2 separate regions of the Mus musculus genome follow, and region 2 is linked to region 1. A link is a contact called in public promoter capture Hi-C data. All regions are on one chromosome and are shown on one strand. The core of a region is the stretch at or near the end of the contact, and the rest is flanking DNA. Distances in the headings are between cores, read along the strand shown. Region 1 holds the start of Tbata (thymus, brain and testes associated). Region 2 holds the start of D830039M14Rik (RIKEN cDNA D830039M14 gene).

The links. Capture Hi-C pulls out chosen DNA fragments and counts their contacts.
Region 2: a promoter capture Hi-C map of pancreatic islet shows a contact between it and region 1. The contact joins the promoter of D830039M14Rik here to the promoter of Tbata in region 1. A contact is called at or near these places in 8 of 39 promoter capture datasets (the 3T3-L1 cell line, cranial neural crest, embryonic stem cells and 4 more), 2 of 115 datasets of contacts at active chromatin or transcription factors (both in embryonic stem cells) and 2 of 9 other capture datasets (adipose tissue and pancreatic islet).

Annotation. Positions count from the first base shown.
Region 1 is chr10:61,170,435-61,173,650 of GRCm38.p6, forward strand. Tbata (thymus, brain and testes associated) reads left to right here and starts at 1,530. Exons shown (of 10, transcript NM_001017433.2): 1 at 1,530-1,598.
Region 2 is chr10:61,475,230-61,478,445 of GRCm38.p6, forward strand. D830039M14Rik (RIKEN cDNA D830039M14 gene) reads right to left here and starts at 1,452. Exons shown (of 1, transcript NR_166099.1): 1 at 1-1,452. Lrrc20 (leucine rich repeat containing 20) reads left to right here and starts at 604. Exons shown (of 5, transcript NM_153542.1): 1 at 604-660.

The DNA of each region.
Region 1 (3,216 bases), core at 280-2,779:
TGAGTTCAAATCCCAGCAACCACATGGTGGCTCACAACCATCCATAATGAGATCTGACATCCTCTTCTTGGATGTCTAAAGATAGCTACAGTGTACTTACATATAATAAATAAATGAATCTTTCGGCTGGAGCAAGCAGGGCTGGAGAGAGAAGAGGTGGTGTCTGAAGACAGCTATAGTGTACTTACATACAATAAACAATCTTTTAAAAATAATGATAAAACAAATGAGGATCTACCCAGCACACTGAGCTAATGACCCAAGAGTGTCAGGGAGCCAGCTAAATCTGTCCAGTGCTGATACTGTAGGTGTGACAACACTGTGACCCAGCTTTTCTGTTTGTTTTGTTTTTTTGACACGAGGGTTCTGGAGGTTGAACTCATGCCTTCACGCTTGCAGGGCAAACACTTTGCAGACGAAGCCATCTCCCCAGCCCCCCTCTTAGAGTATCTCCAGCATGCACATCATTAGGCACTCTACTCACAACAATCCATTTATTCTTCAGAGCAAGCCCGGAGTAGGCGACAGCACTCGTTCCCCAGCCCCAGCCTACACAGTAATCGGTAAGAGATCAGATTTGAAGCCACATAGTGTTGTAAGCACTTTCATGCGTGTTAAGTCGATTTCCAAGGGACAATAAGTGGGGACCCCATTTCAGCCCTACCAGACCTGAGCCCCTAAGAGTAATTAATACCCTACCCCGAGCCTGACCTCTTGAGCAAAATTTTGGAAAAAAAAATGCAGATATGCTAGAAAACTGTATATAATGTGCCTAACTGGTTAGATTTAGATGAAACTTGGGGAGATTGTAGAAAATAAGCATCCACTATTCCTATGAGATCAGGAACTTGGTTTTATAAACATTTATGTCATTCCTGTGTTAGCAGGAACTCTGATAGGACTAGAGGTATGAAGTTCAGAGCCTTTGGGTAGACTCTCTGAAATCACAACAGGATAAATGGCAGAATGGGATTTTAACAAGGTGCTTTGCGCTCCATACCCCTGGCAACACAGGCATTTTAGCTAACTGAAGACCTTAACCTTCCCTCCCTGCCAGCCCTTCAAGTGAAGCCACAGGGACCCACCAGATCCTATGATTGGGTTCCTCTTCTCTACCTAAGAAATAAATAGCTCCCTCAGGACTGATCCCAAGAATCAAAGCTCCCAAAGGCTCAACTATGCACAGCAGCATCGACCTCTGGCAAGCTGGCAAGACCTTGGACAGATTTTCACCTTCTGACTGGTTCGACTGGGTAGTTAACCTACTTGTGTGGGTCCGTACTGGAAGTGCTTGGATAAGAAGCAGAGGAGGAATTTCAAGGGATAAGAAAGAGTCCTCTGTGAGCTGTCTGCCTGCCCTACCCCCAACTCCCCAGGAAGGGGAAAGATGAACTCCACAGTGGTGGGGGAGAAAGGTGTTGGGCTATGTTCTGGAGTTGTGGGGAAGGGGTAACCTAGCAACCACTGGGCTCAGCATAGTCACAAAGCAACAGGTTTGCCCACAATTCCGACAAGCCTTACCCTTGATTAGTCTTCTTCTCCATCTTGGTCAGGCACCAGGGGCTTCTTGCTCATATGCTATAGTGGACATCTTCCTGGTGAGTTCAGGGCCCTCTCAGGAGGGTAGGGAATGAAATGGGATCTGGCTCCAGGTGACAACAAAGGAATTGTGGGGGGATAAGAGGGTTCCTGTGGTTACATTGGTGGCTCCCTTCAGATCTCTTGTAACTGACTATCAACGAGCCCAGGATCAGAGGCAGGGGAGGGCAGGGATGGGCTGCAGTGACCTCATCTGTCTCTCTTCCTAGGTCCTACTGACCCTTGTAGGTGGGTGTTGATTCTTAATCTTATTGAAGAATTTAATGGCTCATGTCTAACATTCATGAAGAAAAAAAATCAAGATGCAAGTATACTCGTACATCTTACATGTAGATACTGCTTCAGACTACTCCCATGACCACTGCAGACACATACAGGCACGGAGGCATGCACGCATGCAGACACACACACACACACACACACACACACACACACACACACGAATTTAGACCTAAGGAAAAATGGATTTCTTGCTGTTGTAATGGTCAAGAGTGTTTGAGAGTTTCTATTCTAAAGAGCACTTTTTCCTGTAGGCGGGTGGATGAGGGACTTTCAAATGCCCTGTCTTCAAGCATGAAACATCCAAGAACCCCAGCCCCTACCATCAATGATACATGCATGGAGTTTCCTGAAGAGGGAGCCCTGCTCACTCTTTTTAGACAACCGATCAGCAGCCTGTGAGCCAGATGACTATGCTGGCCCTTGACTGTGCAGCCTCAAATGAAGCCAACCCATCACCTACTACTAACCTGATGGTGGTGGCACCGAGGCATCTCAGAGAGCCTTGCATATCTGTGGTTCCAGCACCTTTCTCAGAACTCACTTGCACCAGGTCCCCAACGCTTGCATAGGGCCTGTAGATTTAACCATAATTCTGGCTTTGATATCTGTCGTCTTTCATCCATTTCTTTTCATTGGTTTACTTACAAATGCACTGAGCTGAGTAAGAGCCACCTGCTCAAGGACCACAGCACCACCACTAACTCATCTCCTGTGTGCTCTCCTCCTTGTCCCTAAAATGCCACTAGGGAAATGTCCTTAGTTATTTTATTGTTTGATCTCATGTTTGTGATAATTCTGTTTGCCTGGGAATTTGTGTGTGTGTTTGGGGGTGGATGTGTATGAGTTTAGGTATATGTATGTATGGGTGTGTATGAGTGTGTGGGTATGGTGTGTGGTTTTTTGATGTGTCTGTATGTGTAGATGAATGTGTGAGAATGAGTTTGTGTGTGTTTGTGTATGTGTATGGATGTATGTGTGTGGTGTGTGGTGTGTGTATGTGTGGCAATATATTGTGTATGGATGGGTGTGTGTGTATGGATGTATGTGTATGGGTATGTGTGTGTATGTATGTGTATGATGTGTGTATATGAGTGAGTGTGTGTGTGTATGGTATGTGTGTTTATAGTGTGTGGATGTGTGGATGAATGTGTGTGAATGGGTTTGTGTGTATTTGTAGTGTGTGTGTGTGTGTGTGTGTGTGTGTGTGTGTGTGCGCGCGCGCGCATGTAGAGGTCAGAGAACAACTTGGAGGAGTTAATTTTCTCTTTACCTCGTGTGGGTGGCAAGTTCCTCAGCCTGTTGAGCCATCTTACTGGTCCTGTGAACTTTTACTTT
Region 2 (3,216 bases), core at 202-2,701, 300 kb after region 1:
ATTCACAATTTTTATCAAACTGTTACCATGTTGGGACATGGAATAACCTGTATTTGTGTTCCCGGGCTAGGGTCGCTCCTATTTGGCTCTAGGATAAGCCATCTCTGATCCCCTTTGAGGTGAGAGTTGTGTTTTTGCGTCGCAGCAGCGCTGGACTCCACAGTCCCTTCATCAGTTCTCACAGCGACCCGTGAAGCAGGTAGACTTTAGTTCCATGTTTACTTTAGTCTGAAGAGATGAAGTTACAGTGCGGCTTCAATTAGCGTTTCTTTGCGTTTTCCAAAGTTCCCCGATCTGCTGAACCCGGCTCATCCGTGGAATTAAAAACAAAATAAAATCCAGCCTGGAGAAGCATCCTACACAAGAAGATGCAGGGCCCCGCCCCTAGCGCGCTGGCTTTGCCGACTCCACACAAAGCGGTTCCTCCCTTGGTTCCCGAGCGCGCAGGAGGAGTTGCGCGCTGATTGGTGCGCGCGGGCGGAGCGCTGGCCCCTCCCCGCCCTGGGTCGTATCCTGGTGTCACTATTGGCTGAGCGGCCGTGCGCGCTGAGCTCCCTGCCCCTTTGGCTCCGCCCCTCGGGCTCAGAACTTGCACCGGGTGCCGTCGGTCGCCGCGGGAGCGTGAGTGCTGGGCGCTGGGCTCTAGGACGCATTGTCGCCGTAAGTGCTGCCTCCAGCGGCCCACAGGCTTCGCGCCGCGCTGAATAACGGTGGCCAGAGGCCGAGCGTGGCAGGGGCAGAAGGGAAAGCACTGGGCTTGGCCGTGTCCCTTCCCCTCCCCCAGCACACCTGGTAGCACCGAGTCATGGCTCGGGCGGTGCCCAGAGGTCATGGACTATCGCTTGCGGTAGTGGGAGGCTCGTGGTTAGAGCTCTCGGACAGCCCGGCTTCCGTCTCCCCAGTGAGACGCCCTTGCCCATCGGGAGAGGCAGCTGCGCATGTCACTTGGGAGTGTGCCTCTCCGCCCCTGGCAGCGTGGGACGCCCCCGGCCTCTGCGATCACCAGCGTCCCCCCTCTGCTTGCTCCATTTGTCCCAGTTCCTGTCTGCCAGGCCAGCGCGAGGCTGGAGACGAGCAGCCACTGGCTGTGAGAATGGGGTCCAGGGATCCTGTCCTTGGCCACTGTGTACTGTCGGTACAGTCTAAGGATGCTCACGCGGGGCTCCCCAACTCTAAAGCTGAGCTGCGAAACCAGGCGCCAACGTGTCCAGCTCATTGCCCCAGCGGGCTCTTTCCCCTGGGTGAGAAAGTGGGTCATCTCTGCTCTGGTCTCGAGTGGACCTTTGGGACTGTTGGGGTGTGATTAGCATTGTGCCCCTTACCTCGCCACATCAGCTCTTGGCTTCAGCAGGGTCCCGAAGTCTGTCTGGAGCCAGCGGAGCCAGCGGTGGGGCAGATCGTGCGCATGGCTGCGGAGGCTCCGGTTGCCCCGCAGAGCGGCTGCCAGGCTCTAAAGTTCCCAGTTGACCACAACAGTAACTAAATATAGGACCAGCTGGTGCGGCCGGAGTGTCGCAGTGGCTCCTTTGCAGAGATCTTAGGGCTGCAGATAATGAAGTTGAGTTCTGACCCTTAAAGACTGGGTCATTGCCATGGTCAAGGTTTAAATACCTCAGCCCCAAGTTTGGAATTTAGGTGAGATCAGTTTCAGATCTGCCAGAGAAATTATACAGTGTTCACAATCATAGCTTCCTCAAAGCAGAATAGCACACTCACCTTCAATTTATTATATGCAAACTTCCTGTCTGTCCTTGTTTGATGACCTAATAGTTGGTCCTGGCTTAATGCAGGAAGCCCTTAATGGCTTGCAGAGTCTTTTCTTAGAAGTGATTTTTTTTCAGTTAATTTTTATTAACAGTTTCATTGAGGAAGGTGATGTTTCCATCTCACAACTGGGGCTGCCCCACAACATTGAGAGCTTTCCAGAATTCTGCTTGCATTAGTTAGGCTCCTCAGGAAGGCCTCCAGAGGTCTGGAACAGACCGCAGGCCTTCTCTGTGGCTTGTCTTTATCTACCTGTTGCTGGCACCCTATGGGCCCTTCTTCTGGGGTCATGCCACAGGCCTCACCCCCAGGCTGTGCAGGCATATAACTGGTTCATTTTGTCTCCCAGTGGGAAGTTTGTATCATCAGGCATGTCCAACCAGTGGGCCTGGTTTGTCCCAGGAGAGCTATAAGTGCAGCTTAATAGACATGCAATTTAAAAATGCTGTGGTTGCAGTATCATTCTAGTCCACACCCAATCTCTCTCTCTCTCTCTCTTTATTGTCCAGCATGGCTTTTATAGATGGTGACCAGAAGATTTCAAATTTAAACATATCCTGGGGCTGTGTTACAAACTGGTGGTGGGAGGGCACAGGTGAGCTGTCTTGTTCTGTAGCTCAGGCTGACCTGGGACTTGGGGTCCTCCTGTTTCAGTTTTCCTTGTGCTGGGGTTATAGGTATTTGCCACCATGTCTAGTTTCCTTGAAAATTTCTGAGTCTCCCCTATCCAGAGTCTGGGATAGGTGGCCCTGGTTGTACGGGAGCAGCATGGGCCTATGTGTCGGGCCCATGTGGGCCCATTGCTCCTGTTTCTCCCTGACTCTCTGCCACCACCATCCTTATGTGGTAGATTGACTGTATTCCTGCTTCTAGGAGCCTAGAACCTAGACTTGTGGGGCCGGCCTGGGATCTGTGGATTGTTCTGGTTGCAGAGGGGTGCCCAGTGCCTTGATTGTCCAAAGAGTGCTGATGTGCGTGCAGGCAGCTTGTGAATGGGCTCAGATCGTTTATGTAGATGTGGGGGCAGCCCACAGCCTGGTCTCTTGTTTGACATGGACAATTGTCTGTTCCTCTTTTTAAAACATACAAAAGAAAAAGTGAATGCCTGTGTCCCATCTCATCCTTCCCACCCCACACCAGTGCTGGGATTAAATGCAAGGCCATGAGAAAGCTCTCATTACGTTGCTCTTGAAGTCATTTCTGTAGTCCGGACAGGTCTTGAACTACGATTCTCTTGCTTCAGGATGACAGGCCTGTGCCACCAGCCCCAGCAAGAACAGCTCATGCTTTCCTCCCCAGCCTTTCTCTCCCAGCTTCTATTAGATATTAAGTAAGTCCCCATAGGTTAATTGACTGGTTAGATCCCGAACAGGCCCAGCCTTTGGGGCCGAAGGAGCCACCAAACAGTTGGATAGTTTCCCCTATGGCCTTTGGTGGGGCCAGGAGCCCACT